Linked DNA regions of Mus musculus: region 2 is linked to region 1. The links are chromatin contacts, called in public Hi-C maps. All regions are on one chromosome and are shown on one strand. Each heading gives the region's core, a stretch centred on a gene start, on an enhancer-like site or on the middle of the called end of the contact. The rest is flanking DNA. Distances are from core to core; before and after follow the strand shown.

Region 1 (5,057 bases), core at 1,696-4,195:
CGCTGTGTGGGGGTCTAGCAGACAGGTCACATTAACAGATGGTTTTCTGAAATTGTAGAAATCCTCAGGAGAACGGGTCTGATGAGATAATTTAATCACATTTACTGTAGGCTGAGGGACTGTCATTCTGTATCCTGTGACAGTTATGTAAGCCGGGGCCTCTAGCTACATTCGTGACATAGGGGAGGCTCTGCTCTGCCTTTCGCTCTTAGAACTTTCCCTCAGCTTTGCAGGAAAAAAGTCCAGCATCAAGGCAAGGTTCTTGATCTTATCAGTGGCCCTTCTTAGTCTCAAGAACTTTGCAGTTTGGCCAGAATAAATGGTTATAGGTCCTGGTCCTTTTTATTTGGGCCTCATCACACTCCTGTCTTCTTGTTCCTTGTGATCTTTGAAGGTCTGTCATCATGTACTTCTGAACTCCACCTTGAAGAATATTGGCTTCAGCCATGGTATGTCTTCAGTGTTTATAGACATCTCTTTCACGGCCTTGCCCACCACCTCTTTCCTTACCCTCAACTCTTCTCTGCTTGTCAAAGTCAAATCCGAAATGCAAGTGAGCAACACCACAGAGACAGGAAGTTTGGCAAAGGGAGTTGGATTTCAGGTCAGAGCACAAGTTGGCTCATGCCAAAAGTTCCCTACCATCATTTAGTGAAAGGGATGATAACCTTACAGCGGTACTGAAGGATACCTCCTTTAACCGGTGCTGGAACCCGAGAGTACAGTCCATGAAGACTCATTAAAAAAAGATAATAAAAATCGAGTAAAATATTAAAGAAAACACGTGTTAGAAACAGCACTGGTGGTTGGGGTATATTTTTATTTACTCACAACCCAGCCCCATCTATGTTTATTTTCTTTTATTCAATTTATTTTATTTTATTTTGTTTCCATGTTATTATTAGCTCCTTTAAATGTATCTGGATGCTGTAGCTGCGGCTGGGTTCTGAAGAACACATCCAAGATTCAGAAAGTAGCTTGTGTGCTGACGACTACGGCAAAACGTGTTCCTATGTTGTTTCTTAAAGGGGCTCAATAATATAGAAGGTTGAATACTGAGGATGCTGGGAAATTTGTTGGCCAGTGGAAAGTAGGTGCTACAGACAGACAGATGGACAGATGGACAGACAGGCGGACAATCAGACAGCCAGACAGGGGAACAAAAAGGATGCGACACAGGTTCCAAGTCCTTCCACTCTAGTGCTCAGAGCCCCTTCCTGCCACACCCTGCAGCTCACTGCCACCAAGAGTCATGTTGAGCTACTTTCTTCTGACAATACAGGAGTCTAGACAGATTAGCAGAGCTTTGGGTGCCTCTATACCCACGGGCATTAGGTTTCTTAACTTTCATTTCTTGACTCTGCCCCTTTCCTGTCTAGCCCTACCCAGACCTTCCTTTGAAATCAGACCATTTCTGGGCACACCTAGCCAGCCACCCCCACTGAGAGGAGCTCCGGAGGCTGCCTTTTGACCTGGCACTGCACCTGGTTCCAGCTCCTGGTGCCTGAGAGCCGCATTGTTCCTGGGTTAAATGAAGTTTTGGGGAAATGACTTTCAGATGTGAGCATCCCCCTCTGGGGCTGGCTTACCCTCCTGCGCTGCCTCCCTGACGTTTGGAATCCCATAAAAAAAATCATCTTTGTTTGGCTCGGGATGAAAAAAAAAAGACTCATGAGATAACATCTTAGATGACATGGGCTGACAAAATCCGAAATACTTCATATTGTGACCACCACCGAATAACTTAATTACTGCCTTTTTCTTGCGCTTACCTTTTTAGTTTGCTTCTTATGTGGTAACTCTCCCATCCCCGGGGTTATTTTAGTCAGTGGCCACAAATTACTGTGACTTTCTTTATCTGAACTCTGATCAGAAAACTGCCTAGTTCTCCTCAGTGTGTTGGGTGGATGGTGCTTTTTTTCCCCTCTCCTCTCCCCTCCCCTTCAAACCAGAAAAGTAGCTGCTGAAAGCTGAACGGTTGCCATGACAACCTCTTGGCAGCTTCCTAGGCGAGTAACAGTGTTGATTTCCCCCGGCGGGTGGGAGGGGGTGGAGCTCTAAGGAGGTAAAGAAAGGTTACTGTGCACTTAGTTAATATGCAAAACCACTTACACAGTGCTGGGTGAGCAATGAATAAGTGCAAACAAAGCCACGCTTGATCAGCTAACATGGACTTTGCACACAAGTACATCTGTCCAAGGATGCAGATGTTGGCTCAGAGGGAAATTTTGCCATTGGACAGGAAAGGACAGAAGAGGTCACACTCCAAGAGGTTAAACAGGATTTCTGTAGTGGTTGGAGAGTGTGGATGAAGTAAAGAAAGCAGGGTTTTAATTGCCTTTTTCCTTTTTTTTTTTTCCTCTTTGTTCAAAGAAAAACATAACGCTCTGAATTGCAGGATGGTGTTTTCCCTGAAAATCTAACACACTGAAGTTCAAGTTTGCATCAATTAAACTCTATGTAAGATAAACCAATATGTTCAGATATACGCAAGTATAGCATAATTTGGTTTGTGCTTGAACAAAACATACGGCTGAATGGCATCGTTCACCCCAGAGTTTACAGACAAAGAAGCAGTTTAGTAACTTAGGGCTGGGGGGGGGGGGGGGTTGCCGAATGTTGAAATTTTCTCTGTCTCTCTCTGTCTTTCCATTTCTCTGTCAGTGTCTCTGCCTCCTTTCCCTTTCTCCCTCTCCCTCTCCTTCTCCCTCCCTTCTCACCCCAGCACTCTTTTCCATGCCTTGCTTTGGTAGCTTCTTGTTTGATTCCTGGGGCCTAGGCAGAGGAACTCAGGAACCGTGAGAATAGGCTACACGGGCGAGGGTCACCTGCATGAGAGCAGACTGGCTGGACACTGAGGAGGCAGCAATGGGCCCCCCACCTCCTGGCCAGCAGTTTTGTGTGGAAGAGGCAGGTTGAGGGAAGGGTGCAGCAGGAGCAGAGGTCTGCCCAGCAGGTGTCACTAGGGATTTAAAGCTTACCAGACCTTTGGGACTAAGGCTAAGAAGTGGCCACGTAGTGATTAATGAAGCTTCCTTTCAAATAATTTTGAGAGACAATATGTGTGTTCTCCTTCTAAGGGAAATTAGAAATGAAAGCTAAAGCTTGCCTGCAGAGGAAGAGATTCTGGACCATAATTTCAAGGCTCTTATCTCCATTTATGAGTCTCCATTCCAAATACCAGAAGTCAGGAATAGAAAACTCAGCAAAGTTCATGGAGTCCAGGAGTGGGGAAATACTCATGGCAAGCCAAAGCAAATACAATGAGGTATTATTTATTCTGATGCTTCCAGACTAGGTCAGCCTCCTGCCTAAACACATAGATGCTGACTTTGTCGGGGTTAAGATCGCACTCAGAAACTACAAATTTCCTGAGAGCCTCAGTATAAATTAAGTCAGCTCATATTTTATCATTGCTTAATACTTCTTTTTTTTGACAAAGCTATATGAAGTCTGAATTTCACTTTTTAGAAAACTGTGTTGATATTATTAACTTTCTAAGTTATACATCTAGAAAATGTGACTATATGTATAAACATATATAACACATATACATATAAGTTATAAATATTACACACATACACACTTTTCTCTCTCTCTCTCTCTCTCTATCTCACACACACACACACTCAAACACACACACACACACATACACACACACACACACACACACACACACACACACACTTTCTTCCCTAAGAGTTAAGGTTTAGATCTTCAGAAGACTCCCTGAATACTTTTACTGCTCTCAACTTTGCTTTGTCTTCCTGAGAGTCCAGTGTTTACCATTTTCATCATGACTTCAGTAGACTTTCTACCAGACTTTTCTTACATTGTTGCACATAGTGGCCCTCTACCTTGCATTGATCATTGTAGAGGTTTAACATCCATACTGAAGACATTGCTTCATTCCTACTTTAGGACATACTTGTATATAGCGTGGAAAGGAACCGGAAAGGAAGCATCAAGAGCTGGCCTGGCTTCCCCAGCATTCAGCTTCTTAAGATGAGCTCATTCATCTTGCTTATCCTTGGTTGTCTGGGGGCGAGTAGAAAGAGCTGGCAGAGAAGTAGTTGGAGTGGCAGGATTCTAAGCTTGTATGGCCATAGGTGGCCTTCCTGTGCCTGTGAAGATGCAGAAGCAGAAGAGAGGCAGAGTAAAAACCCAGGAAATGAGAGCCTCTGGACAAAGGTGGAAATGGCCAGGGTGCAGGGTGCGCTCAGAGGGCACCTGGTAGAACACTGGTTAGTGAAATTATCTACTAAGTCAATGGAATCCTTGACTGACAACGGTTAAGAAGCCAAGCGTCAAAGCCATTGTTATATGGTCAGCTGGAAGTGTATAACAAAGCTGGGACTGAAAGCCAGACACCTGCTCCTTTCCACTCCTGATGGTAACTGTAGTACAGGAAGCAATGAGAAAACCATGACTCACTTAAGAGCACTTGCAAAGGATGCTTTGTTTTCTGTTCTTTCTCCTGGGGAAACCTCATCATAAGATACCACCAAGGACATTCCCACAAACAAAACCCCCAGTCTGCAGTTATGCAATTAGGGCAGAATTTTATTAAGCTTTTAATCGCTCATTATAGTTGTCTCTATTTGATAAGGAAAAAATAAATGACTTCAGCAGGACTGATGTCTGCAGGCCCATTCTCTAACCACAACTCCAACCATTTCTCTAATCACTTAACTGATGTTGTTTTAATGAGAGCTATTGTTATTATGCATTATTAATAAAAAATCTACCATTACTATTAATATCACTTATGAAAGATTCTGTAAAGAGCTTTGAGACCGTGCATGCAATTAACAGGAAGCCAACTTTCCACAGAGTAAAAAAAATAAAAATAAAAACAAAGACAAAAAACACACCAGGTAGGTCTAACTATATCCATTTCATCTCTTAAAAAGTAAGTGGTTCAAGTAAATTTTACATTCCCACAAGAAAAACCGTGAGCCCCATGAATTATATGGAACTCCTTGTACTTTGCCATATAGAGAGAAATTATGTGAGTCGAGAGAAATGTGCATAACCCTCTAATCTCATGGTTGTGC
Region 2 (5,057 bases), core at 1,207-3,706, 490 kb before region 1:
AACATGGGAGTTGTAAAGAAGATATAAATCTAAATGTTTTTTCTAGTTTCAATTCTGTCGTTAGTATCAGTTTTTGTAGCGAATTAGTGCACAAAAATTTAATTGACGCCAAAAGTGTAAAAACTCACAGAGTCATAATAGCCATTCTAACTCTCTAGAAGCTTACTGAGCTATACAGAGTTCAGAGTGACTACTTTAATCTAATTGTGTGAATTTTTTATTTGAGGTTTTATTTTATTTCATTAAAATAAAATAATGTTATTTTTAAAATTACTTCCATCTTTAAGTTTCTTTGCTAGATACTTTCTCAATTAATAAAAACTCAATGAATGCATCCAAGTCTGTATCCAAGTCTCAGTATATGATGTTGCCTTCATATGAGAGTAGTAACAATATTGGGGACCATATTTGCTCTATCATAGAGAAGATAAATTTGAAAAATGATGAAGGCAAAGGGTATGATTTTAGGGAGTTTGAATCTCAATTTTTCAATGGCCATAGTATAAACCCAGGAGCAAAAATTAGCTTCATGGCTGTAGGAAGTTCTTTAGCTAATCCTAGAATCACGTTTTATATCATTGAATCATAGACTTACTATCTTGAGCAGTGTCATTATAAAACTCAGGAAAATATGATTAAATTAATTTATAATAATCCTTCTTGTATTCAGCATTCTCAAAGGTGGGGGGGGGCAGAGAATGAACTAGAGTCACAGGGCCACTCAGTCACAAGTGAGACATCTATCTCTATTTTATCACTTTCCCACCCAAGATTCAGGGAGTATTGTAGAAGAGGGGACAGAAAGATTATAAGAGCAAGAGACTGGAGAGAACTGGAGGTAAACAATCTTCTGGCCAAGACAGGGCTGTATCACTCATGAACTCACAATAGCTTATCTACACAAGACCTGCGCTACATTAAGCCAATCAGTATTACAGCATGAAGTAGAAAGCCCATCTTTAACTGAGAAACTATGAGAATAGATTGCTTCTTGGGGAGAGAGATTCAGTTTTCTTTGAAGATGTAGCCCCTAGTAGGTCAATTATGGTACAGTAGATGAACCACACTCCTGAATATATAGGAAGAACAAAATAGACTCAGTGGGTTGCAAGAAATTTGGCTTCTTTAAAAACATAGAAATGTTATGTGAATATGAATATGTTTTTGTTCAAGGTGTGAGATACGGGGCTGCTTCAGATTATACAAGGCAGCAGACTATGATTTGCCTTTTGTTTCATCAAGACCATGATTTTTGCCAGCTGCAGATAGTTTTTCCCAAGTGTATGATATTTGAAAGTCTAGAAACTCTTGAGAGTATATATATATATATATATGAAGAGGCCTAGAGAAGGATATGGCTGCTGCAATTTCTCCTGCTGTGGTTCCTGCTGGCTGGCTGCTGGCTGGCTGCTGGCTGGCTGCTGACTGGCTGCTGGCTGGCTCCTGGCTGGCTCCTGGCTGGCTCCTGGCTGGCTCCTGGCTGGCTCCTGGCTGGCTATTGGCTAGTTGTTGCTGGTTCCTGGTTGAGATATCCTAACAAAGAAGATCAAAAGTGCCCCAAGGAACTTGATACCCTTAATCAGTAGGAAGTAGTCTAAGGATATTAATACCTCCTTTCTCCTCCAGCCTTCTTTGTGTAGTTGGAAAATATAACAGTGGAGAAGGAACACATAAAGTGGACAAAAGGCAGGTTAAAAAAAAATAAAAGAAGACATGAAGATATGAACAGGGAGTGTGTGGGAGATCTGCGAGGAGTTAGGGGAAGGCGTGTAAAATACGTAAGATAAAAATACATTGTGCATATATAAAAATTTCAAAGAATAAATATTATTTTTAAAAGCATACAAGTGTTCATGAAATTAACAATATAGTTTATTCTATTGCATTTTTGTCTTCTTTTGGGGTGAGCGATACTTTGGAACTCACCAATTGGCACAAATAGAAAATAACTAGGAATATGAGTGTTTCATGCCTCAATTTTCTAAAGCAATTTTATCATTGTGCATTTCCAGACTATGTAAACAAAGGGACCTCACACGGTTACCTTTTGAGCACACTGAAGACAAAAACATGTTGTGATTTGCACAGTTATTGGGAAGATCTGCAGTACTGAACCATGTGTGCTTCGTGTTGGCAGCCTCTGAACACAGACAGTTATGTTTGAAAAGTTGGCAAGTCCATAACAAATTCTTGCATACTTGAAGCTGCCTTGTTGATTTCCTTTCAACTCCATCCCAAGGCAGACCAGACTCTTCCTCTGCAGCACAGCAATGTGGCAAGAAGGAATGAGCTCCCCCCCCCCCCATGATTCCTCTATTCCCCCTCCTCACACAAATCATTCTCCCCAGATTTCAAAGAAACCCCAGAGCGGAATTCTTGCTGTTCTATCTCCAGGACTACAGCCAGCACAAATCAAGAAAATGGTTTCCAGGTGCAGACCACCCTCCCTTCCCCTTCACTTTAAAATCCGCTGATTGTTTCACTCTTTAATCTTTAGATGGACGATAGGGGGAACAGGAGGGTAAACCTTAGGATTCAAAAGCCTATGGAAAATTACTTCGTCTTTTTCATTTTAGGGCAGTCAGTTCTCTTCTCCAAATCATATCACACAACCCAGCACGATTCATTCTGTCTCTTTTGATAAGCCTCAGACCCTAAATAACCTAGATGCATTATCTGAGCCACGAAAGGAGCCCTATGGAGTGAAGCTTTCATGAAAGTAGTTTTAATCCAATGCTATTACTATCTCCCAGTAACTAGCTCCATTTTCACACAAAGACGTAATTGGTGAGAAAAAAAATTGCTTACTCTTCACAATGGTCCTCGATCTGCTAAGTTCAGGTAATAGCATGTAATTATTGATAAACAAAACACTGAGAGGAAGTGTGTTTGGTGAACTTTCCTAGAGGTAATAATATTCACCGAAGTATATAATGACAGCTGGCAATGGCAGTACTCAGTACAGGTACCGTAGCCCCATTCTTCTCTTAACTGTAGTCAGACATCCAGTGTCCAAATATCAGTGTTGGCTTCTACTACACCTCTGCCCAGGAGGCTTCCCATGTCCAGGTATGTGAGTCCATTTGCATTGTCACAACTCAAAAACCTTTGGAGTCTATCCCATGTTGTCACTGAATCTTCTGTGATATTTTAACTTTATAGATCACAGTTAAACATTTTTTGGGGACAATTGATTGTGTTTTTCATCTTGTTTTCATGCAGGTATTCATGTACTGATGGATAAAATTTAGGTATTTTAAGGGAGGAATGAATTTCACAGTCTTTAAATTGATCCATAAAAAGGACATGTTTTACACATCAAATTCACATTTTCACTTTTTGTTTATCCTGTGAACACCTAAACCTCATGCATATTCTAAATTCCTTTATTTATAGGAAATAAATAACATAGTTTTCTTTTTTTCTTGAGTTTTCTAATTTTGTCATGACATTTTTCTATATCATTTCATTTCCCTGATACATCATTTCTTCTTATAGAAGACAGAAATTCATGCTTTCAGATCTGCTAGTAAAATCATCAGATTCCTACCAGTTTATTTGCCTAAAATGAATCCCTTGGGAAGTCCTCTAAATCTATTTTGCTTTGGACTTAGTGTCCGAAACTGTTAGTGTTTGCCAAGATTCATGTTTTCTTCCTCTTTGGCACATTATAAATACATCTGCAAGCTCCTTGAAGTAAGAGGAACATACTGACAGAGGTGTGACTAATAAAAGAGGCAGAAGAGATGTGGTTGCTTATCAGCCAGCTGTTTGAACATTGCCAATGTATAATTTTCTATTACCTGATAACTGAAGGCAAGAAGGCTGTTTAGATTCAAGAGAGAAAAACATAATGATATGATATATGCTAGAATACACATATGTAAATAGATGTGTGTATATATGTGTGCATGTATGTATTCTTAAATATCTGTAAAATAAGAAATTAAGCATATACTTACCCAGGAGAAAATATACTATGCTGAGTCACTGAGACTTGGGGACCATTTTCCTTTTCTACCATTACAGAAATCAATACATTGAGGTGAGCATTTACAGAAATGCAAAACTGGGAATTTATGATACAGTGGTTCAGTGCATGATTTTAAGAAATCCTCCTAAAGCCTGCTGCCCACACAGACCTCTTGTGCTGTTGAGGTAGCTGTGTTACTTGTTACAGTGGATCGTTTCGAAGTGACCATATGGTACTTCAGACTAAACATGCAGAGCATTGTTGGAGCCCCTATCAGCCAAGGTACAGTAAAAATGAGAGAAAATTACGTTAAGAACTGGCTGATTTGAAAACAGAAATAGAAAAAAGATACAATACAGGAATTGAATGACATGAAAGCATAGAAATCCTAGGGTTTTTTTTCCTAGAGTGTAGCTTGCAGCAGGAAAGAATGGAGGAATGGAGGAGTTGACTGCACTGTGGCTTCTTAGTTTTCAAATGTTATTTTCCATTCATTCATATATATATATATATATATATATATATATATATATATATATATATGAATGTATGTACTATATATACTGTATATTATATATATATAGTATATAGTATATATATATATATGTTTGCTTACATATGTTACACATATTTATATATGCTATTCATAATAGGTTCATAGTCATGTATAGGTTAAATATAATATATAGGGTACATAAAGCATATACCTATATAGACTATATTCATTTATATAAGCTATATAGAATATGTATTTATATAGGCTACAAGAAAACCAGTGTCTTATACTTGAAGATCATGTGCAAGAATAGGCTGGGTGTGCTTAAAGGTATCTGGAAATGACTGATAATGAGAAGATCAAAAAGTTGTATTTTCCTTTATTTTATATTAGATATTTTCTTTATTTATATTTCAAATGTTATCCCCTTTCCTCATTTCCCCTCAGAAAACTCGCCTACCCCATCTCTCCCTCTGCCCCCCACCTTCTAACCTGCCCACTCCTGCTTCCCTGTCCTGGCATTCCCCTACACTGGGGCATCAATCCTTCACAGGACCAAGGGCTTCTCCTATCATTGATGTTCCACAA

The links. A called contact is a pair of places that touch in the nucleus more often than the background predicts.
Region 2: a Hi-C map of cranial neural crest shows a contact between it and region 1, with 1.6 times the contacts expected there. The contact joins two enhancer-like sites. A contact is called at or near these places in 1 of 484 Hi-C or Micro-C datasets (cranial neural crest) and 2 of 115 datasets of contacts at active chromatin or transcription factors (large pre-B cells and stem cell-derived neural progenitor cells).

The regions. Positions count from the first base shown.
Region 1 is chr14:100,456,254-100,461,310 of GRCm38.p6, reverse strand. Gm34199 (a long non-coding RNA gene) reads right to left here. Exons shown (of 6, transcript XR_003951137.1): 5 at 3,929-4,124. Among named protein-coding and RNA genes, the nearest start is that of Gm26367, 40 kb to the right of the region's middle. Within about 2 kb of position 2,945, at least 156 of the 459 cell types and tissues checked have an H3K27ac peak or open chromatin away from gene starts, as enhancers often do.
Region 2 is chr14:100,948,105-100,953,161 of GRCm38.p6, reverse strand. No RefSeq gene overlaps it. Among named protein-coding and RNA genes, the nearest start is that of Gm46481, 110 kb to the left of the region's middle. Within about 2 kb of position 2,456, at least 13 of the 459 cell types and tissues checked have an H3K27ac peak or open chromatin away from gene starts, as enhancers often do.